Linked DNA regions of Sus scrofa: region 1 is linked to region 2. The links are chromatin contacts, called in public HiChIP or PLAC-seq maps. All regions are on one chromosome and are shown on one strand. The core of a region is the stretch at or near the end of the contact, and the rest is flanking DNA. Distances in the headings are between cores, read along the strand shown.

Evidence for each region. HiChIP or PLAC-seq counts read pairs in DNA pulled down with a chosen protein or histone mark.
Region 1: an H3K27ac HiChIP or PLAC-seq map of skeletal muscle shows a contact between it and region 2. The contact joins the promoter of HOXD12 here to the promoter of LNPK in region 2. A contact is called at or near these places in 3 of 47 Hi-C or Micro-C datasets (adipocytes, fibroblasts and skeletal muscle) and 2 of 2 datasets of contacts at active chromatin or transcription factors (alveolar macrophages and skeletal muscle).

The regions. Positions count from the first base shown.
Region 1 is chr15:81,899,213-81,903,241 of Sscrofa11.1, forward strand. HOXD12 (homeobox protein Hox-D12) reads left to right here and starts at 1,750. Exons shown (of 2, transcript XM_021076048.1): 1 at 1,750-2,393; 2 at 2,544-3,115. The coding sequence starts at 1,820. The coding sequence ends at 2,782.
Region 2 is chr15:81,803,466-81,807,102 of Sscrofa11.1, forward strand. LNPK (protein lunapark) reads right to left here and starts at 2,197. Exons shown (of 13, transcript NM_001244263.1): 1 at 2,092-2,197. It overlaps LOC102158914 (a long non-coding RNA gene), which reads left to right and starts at 1,442. Exons shown (of 2, transcript XR_002339478.1): 1 at 1,442-1,666; 2 at 2,475-3,124.

The DNA of each region.
Region 1 (4,029 bases), core at 500-2,999, 95 kb after region 2:
GGAGATGAGGTGGGGCGGCTGGGCATCATCTGAGCCAAGGAGAAATGGAGAGGCTGGTTGTTCTAGTCTTTTCTAGTTCTTAGTTCCTTTATATCTCTAGTTCCAGAGGGCAAACCGCAGCCTTGTGGCTGCCTAAGGGTCGGAAGAAGACACGCCCGGACCTAGAAATACCAGGGAATGGCTGTATAGCACTGAGGTGGGAGGAGAGGAGATTTCAAGGACCCGTTGGAGCTGGAGCTTTCAGATTTAGGGAAGCTGTAGCTCTTCGAAAACAGGACAAGTTTCCCAAAATGAGAGCCTGGGTTCCCTTAGTTCCTAGGAACCGAAGTTGCAGCTTGTGCCTACACCATGAAAGGTCAGGGAATGGAATACATCTCTGTTTCTGAGCTCCCAAGGAAACTCAGAGTCCTAGAGGAGCCTGGACTTGCCCACCCCCCACTTCCTACCCCCGCCCTAGAGCAAGAGGAAGAGGCCGATTGCGTTCCCCAGAGCCGCCCAATTGGTCGCCATAACTCACACAATAAAGTCGCAGCGCGGTGGTCAGCCTGGCCCTCCGGCGGCGCCTGTGTGGTCTCAGTGCCTGAGCTGGCGGTCTAACCAATTCCAGCTTGGCTCAGGGACCGCGAGGCGTCTGCAGGTTAGGGCGGGCGCCATTCACGGGGTTCCTGGGGGTCTTGGGACCGAAGGCCGGAAAGGAGGACCCTTAGCCCTCCGGCCACACTAGACCGGAGGAACTGCGGCGAGGGCTGCCACACAGCTCGGGGCGAGGGAGCACTGCCCGCCGCCTCCCTGTTCGCCAGACCTCCGAACCCGCCAGCAGCCCGCGCGCCCCTGGAGGCGCTGAGCAAAGAAACGCTGCTAGCCCGCTGCCTCCGTGCACCCCGCTGTTCCCGACCTGTGGCTCTGGCTCTTCCGTTCTTCCCAACCAGGTCTGGGACGCTCGTCCTGCACGCCATGGAGTGGATGAACACCTTGGAGTTCTGGTTTGCAGGCTGTAGTCGCTAAGGTGGACTCCTGGTGATTAAAGGATTGTAGCCTTTGGCCACCGCAGGCCAATCAATCTGCCTGGGTCAGCATTCTCCATGGACTTGGATGGTGACTTTCTTAGGGGCAGAGGGCTGGGTCATGGATAAGCACACCAGGAGTGGTGTGAAGCCTCCCTTTTGGGCGCCAAACTTGGGCAGACTTTGTGATGCATTCCTCCTTCATCAGCGAACTATGCCCACAGCCTGGGACCCAGGGCTAGGGCAGTGCTGGGTCTTCACTGACAGATCACTCGTGCAGAGTCCAGTCCAGAAAGGTGAGGTGGAGAGGGAGAGGGTAGGAGTAGCTTTATTCAGACGGAGCTGGTGGTCCCACCAGACCAAGAGCTCTCTGGACAAGCTAAGGAATGTGCCTACTGGAAAAGGCCTCAATTGCAATTTAAAGCTGATAGAAGCAAGCCTGGCCCAGGTAGCCAGCAGAAAACAGGAATGCAAAGCCAATCAGACCAAGAAGGGTCCCAAGGGACACTGAGGCAAAGGCACCCGATGGGGATGCCCCCAGCTCCTGAAAGCCTCCAGAAAACTCAAAGAGGCTTTATCTCCGCTCTAAATGCCTTAGCTCTGCCTGGCAGCCTCGTCCTTGGCCATCAAATATTTCGGGTGTTATCATAATACCCTGAAGGGGGGGAAAACGGGTCGGGGGATGTAGGCGGTGCTGAAATGACCGGCTTTGAAGAACCTGCAGGCAAAGTTTCGTCCAATCGTCAGAGCCTGTCCTCTTATTCCCAGTTGTAACTAAATACTGCTGCAAGCGCAGCCCAAGCCCTTTGTTGGAGATGTGTGAGCGCAGTCTCTACAGAGCGGGCTATGTGGGCTCGCTTCTGAATCTGCAGTCGCCAGACTCCTTCTACTTTTCCAACCTGCGGCCGAATGGCGGCCAATTGGCCGCGCTTCCCCCCATCTCATACCCGCGCGGCGCGCTGCCCTGGGCCACCACGCCCGCCTCCTGCGCCCCAGCGCAGACCGCCGGTGCCACGGCCTTCGGCAGCTTTCCCCAGCCCTACCTGGCTGGCTCTGGGCCTCTTGGCCTGCAGCCCCTGGGTGCCAAGGACGGATCCGAAGAACAGGCCAAGTTTTATACTCCCGACGCGGCTGCCGGGCCGGAGGAGCGTGGCCGTGTGCGGCCGCCCTTCATCCCTGAGTCAAGCTTGGCCCCCGCGGCCGCTGCTCTCAAAGCAGCCAAGTACGACTACGCGGGCGTGGGCCGTGTAGCGCCGGGCTCTTCGGCGCTGCTCGAGGGGACACCCTGCTCTGCTGGCTTCAAGGACGACGTCAAGGGCCCGCTCAACTTGAACATGACAGTGCAGGCGGCAGGCGTCGCCTCCTGCCTGCGACCTTCGCTGCCCGACGGTAAACGGTGGCCACGCTCCCCGAGCAACGCTCCCCGGGCCGGGGTGGGAGGTGGGGTGCAGGGGAGAGTGTGTAGAGGGAGGGAGCCGCCAGGGGCGGGCAGGCAACAAGGAGCGGGCTGGGCTGACCTAGGTTGGGGCTGTGTTGCAGGCCTGCCGTGGGGGGCGGCCCCGGGGAGGGCTCGCAAGAAGCGGAAACCCTACACTAAGCAGCAGATTGCCGAGTTGGAGAACGAATTCCTTCTCAACGAATTTATCAACCGGCAGAAGCGCAAGGAATTGTCCAACAGGCTGAACCTCAGCGACCAGCAAGTCAAAATCTGGTTCCAGAACCGGCGTATGAAGAAGAAGCGCGTGGTGCTGCGCGAGCAGGCGCTGTCGCTGTACTAGCCCCGGGTGTGGCTTCGGCGGGGCTGGGCCTGCCTTTTTTCACCGAAGCCTGGCTTGCAGGAAGAGAGGGGATAGGGCCTTTCTTCTGCTCCTTCTCTGCTGGTTCAGATACCCTCCTGCTCAAATGGCAGCCCCAGAAGCCAGCATCCTGCCAACTGGGGGGTCCACACTTTCCCCTTTCTGGAAGAAGCCTGTAGAAGCTGCAGCACAACCTTGGCCTTGAGGCTTTCAGAGTAAAGGTCTGGGGTCGCCTGTCCTAATTCTTGGCTGGGGCGTTATACCCAGGGCTCACTCTAGCACTTTGTGCTTGGATTTCTGCTTCCACCTCATTGGTCTCCCCTTCCCTTTCCAGTCGGCTCAGCATCTAGCGGTTACCTAACTAGAGCTCAGAGTGGAACTGAATTTAGGAAGGCCTCCCGGGGCAGGGTTGAAAGGGATAAGGGCACAATTCTGTTTATATGCTGCCAAAGCCCCTTGTGACAAAGCCAAAATTTCAACTCTGAAGGAAAGAAAGGGCACAATCCCTAGTCCTGTCTGTCCTGGCTGGTTTGGGAGGACAATAGCAAACCTAGACCTTCAGACTTCAGGAGAAACGGGGTAAGGGGCGTGGTGTCCAGACAAACTCCAGAGAAACCTCATAGTCTGGGCTGGGCTGGCCCCTCCAGCTGGGCAGAATGGACTGGATACTTCCTTCCCATGGATGGGATGAGGGAGGCTGGGGCTCCACAGCAAACTGCAATCTCCAGACTGGACTGGTAAAATTCCCCTACTCCTGCCACCTCCTCACACATGCCTAGGCCAGAGTCCTGTACTCTGTAACTGGGCCCTCAGAGCTGACCTCTGATGAGGAGAGCTGCTAGTAGGCTTTGAGGTTGGGTTGCACTAGGAGGAGGGGGAAATATTCATGGGAGGAGGGAGTGAGCCAGGAAAGTGGGGAGAGGGGATCCTACATTCAGATGGTAAAAATGGCTTTCTGGTCATCAAAGTGAGCAAAGGTGTCAACTTTTTCTTTCTTCCTCGAATGACAGTAAATGGCCACTACAGGGAGAGGTGAAGTCTTCCCAGCCAGCTAACAGTCAGGAGGGCTAGAAAGGAGCCCTTTCAGATCCTCAGCCCCTTCTCTGCTCTTGACCAAGTAGAGAAGTAGAAGTTCCCCTCTCTACTCCCCACCAACTCCACCAGAGGCCCACCACTGTGCCCTTTCTGAGGCCATGTCTGACCTGCCCCAGCAGAGCTGGAGGTCCAGG
Region 2 (3,637 bases), core at 947-3,446:
TTTTCTACTAACTGCTATTCACATTCAGGTTTAGGTGTCAGAATCTCGGACATGTTATTCTTAAATCTTCAGCTTACTTCAAGTCATTTCGAAATAGTGGAATAAAAAAGGCCTGGAATCAAAATATGACTCAACCACATACTAGCTATGTGATCTTCAGTAAACTAAACTCTCTAAGCCTCAGTTTCAGCGTCTGTAAAGTGGTGAAAATATGTACACTTCACAGAATTGTTCTATGAATTACAAGAAATTACATTATCACTTGGCACAGTGCCCAACAAATAAGTGCATAATAAATTATAGTCATTATTATTACTATTGCCAGAAAACACATGTAGTACAGCAATACTTCTCATATGGAACACATTTCTAACTTCTTATAAAGGACCTATTTCATAATTTTAAAACTGGAAAATAAAATTAGTTTGCATTTTAACTGAAATTGTATTGTTCTCATTTTCTCCAGTATAAAAAATAAAGCAAAATAATCTGAAGACTCTTCATTAAAAATAACTTCGTAGGCCTTTAACAGCAAAGGAAGTTTACTTTTATGTTTATCAAGTTCCAAACTTAAGTAGAAACTATTCAGTCACCATCAACACCACCACTACAACGCATTTTACTATTCAACTTGAGATTAAAAGTGTCTATTCTAGAACACTAACTTCCAAATATCCTAACTGAAAGACAATTCTGAAATATCCCAAACCACATTTATCACTCAAAACTAAAATCACTGAAAAGAAATACAGCTCTAAAAGCACTTTTATTATATAATGATTAAGTTCTAGTCTTCATGGTAAGTCAATGTTCATTCTGAATTAAATACTACAAAAAATGACTCTTTGATTAAAAGATTTCTGTAATAAATCATACCTGTAGTAAGCCATATAATTTCTTCCTTTTCTTACATTTTTTCAAGTTAATAATATATATAAACACTAAGTTTTTAACAGCATTGGGCTGATCCCAGTAGATGACAGAGAAAACTTGAAATTCTAATTTCAAAAGCGTCACTCGTTTTTTAAAAAATGTGTTCCAAAAAAAAGGAGAAAATTGTTCAAAATCGACTTCGTTCTAAAATGAAGATATGAGAGTCGATGAGAACAAGAGATTAGCATTCCCTGCCAGTTTGAACATATGCCTGAAACCAAGCTTACTCACATCCATACAAACTGCTGTTGAATTTTGTGACGACAATTTTGCCAATGGTGACACCCAGGCCACAGGGAAAAGAGAAAACAATCGACACTAGGTGCCACAAAACAGAAGCCTACTGGGAAAAGCGGAACGTGGAAAATTCTGTGACTCAGATTTTACTTAGTACAGTGAGAGCACCATCAGCAAAACTGAGTTCGCTAATCCCAGCTCTCTCTCAAATCCCATACGCAGTGTTCAAGAATTAAAACTACTGTTGTTTTAATTCTTGTTCTTCCCCTTCTGCCTCGTCCATGACACACACGAAACCTCGCCCTTCCCTCCACCCCTTACACCGCCCACCGTCGCTCAAATAAGGACAACAGAGGTACAGAGGCTTCTCTAAGTAGCTAGCGCACAATCCACGCCCACAAGGATGGGCCGAGCAGCATGACACTGACAGTTTTCGGTCCCTCACGATCTTTCCAACTCTCGGCACCGCCGCACAACTCAGAAAAAGACCACATGGGTAAGAACCCACTCAAAGCAATAGCTTAGTGTAAAACCTTCTGACCTTTCTCTCAAACACAGAAGTGGGCCAAAGAGTCAATGCTCAGCTCGTCCCAGTCACCGCCCCACCCAACCCCGAAATCTCCGAGAAAAGGCTGGGGAACCAATTCCCCATTGGGAGACAGAAAGGGGTCTCCAGCACTCCAGGGCCACCCTTGCCACTGTGCTGGGACAATAAGGGGATCCGGCGGCGAGACTGGGTGAACGAGCAGCCGGGCAGGAGTTCGACTAGCCGCCGCCACAGAGCTCCTAGGCCACTCCGCGTGGGGCGGAGGCGCCTGGGAGAAGCAAGCGTGGGGACCAGCAGAGTATTTCCCAGGAAAAAGCTCAGAGCGCCTCCCCACTGCCGAACTCTCCCACCGGCCTTCATTTTGAGCCCTCTACCTTCAACAAGAAGCGGGCAAAGCCCGGCGCTAGCGTCCACCTCTGCCACCTTCGGCCGCCACCACGGAGCTCGCCTCCAGAGCAGGCAGCAGCCACCCCTGACAGAGCTGGAGGCCCGGCCAACACCTTCCCATCAAACCCCGCGCTCCCGCCGCCGGCCAATCGGAGCCGCGGCCAGCGCGCGCCGCTCCCCCGTCACGTGATCGTGACCGGGCGGGCAGTTGGGGGCGCGGCGGACAGTTGGCCCCAGGGCAGTTGTCCCTGTGGTTTCCGTGGCCAAGTAGGGTGCTCATCGTCGCATCTCAGAGGTGGATTGCCATTTATTATGACTCTTACCAAAGGGGTTACTTCTTGCTCCTCCTCTGCTTCGTTTTCTTTTACAGCCTGTTCTGCCAAGTCTCACCGGCTAAAGAAAACCCCAAAATTAGTCCTGATGGTCCTAGACCGAGAGATAGAAGAGCGGGCTTGGGGGTGGAGATGAGTCCGCCCCGAAGAGTCACCAATCAGCTGTCGTCCAGCCGCCAGAAGAGCAAGTTAATACTACACAGCTTGGAAGAGACCAGTTCCCAAACATGCCAGCGGAGAAATTCAGCCTAGACTCCAGGAGTGCTTGAGGCTTTTATGACTTCTGGACGTCAAAAAGGGTCTTTTGTGACTGGATGCTTACCTCACCAGTGTGTGGTTAGCGTCAAAGGCACAATGATATTGATTTAAAGCCTGTGGATAACAACATAAGCTGATTTTTCTATCTTAAAACTCTTAGCCAAGAACACTCCTGTCACAGGTGCTGGTACTAGGCCCGCAAATAAACCACCCAGGTTTTATTTGCCTCAGTTTTAAAACAGTGGCTAAAAAGCATTAAATTTCCTAGTCAACTGGGAATGACAGGTCTAAATAACAAATGGTACTTGAACCGCACTAAGTTGTGTGGGCGTAGAGAAACTTCAGCAAAAGCTTTTGTCATGTTTAACCCCTGTGTACAGATATTTTTCATGGGATTTTTCTATTTAGTTACATACACATTTTAAAATAATTTTTAAAGTGTCCATTATTTTTAAAGAGTATAATCATTTTAATATGCTATGTTTAAACCTTGACACCAAACAGGTTAAGTAAAAGAAAGTGAGCATAGTATCTACTTGGTAAGAATAATTTATTATACTGGAAGCTATCAGATGACTCACTGTGGAGTTCCTTAACTGCTAAAATCTTTAGTTCCAGCCTTGTAAATGTGAGGGGAAGGGAACCAAAGTTTCTTCTTGTGTAATCTGGGTCACTTTACAAATCTAAAAGAAAATGAGAAGAAAACATTTTATCTATTTTGGCATGAAAATTTAACCATTTTGTTTTTCATCCTTTGCAATTCAAAGTTTTGTTTGTTTAAAAAAAGGCCTGTGCAGTTATGCAAATACATCTCCCCACCTCAGGATGATCTCTTCCTAAGAGAATAAGGAATTATTTTCTACTCGCTAATAATTTGTTTTGTAGTTTTAATTGAACTGTCAAGATCTAATGTAAATGGGACAAAAATAGAAGGGGAGAAGAG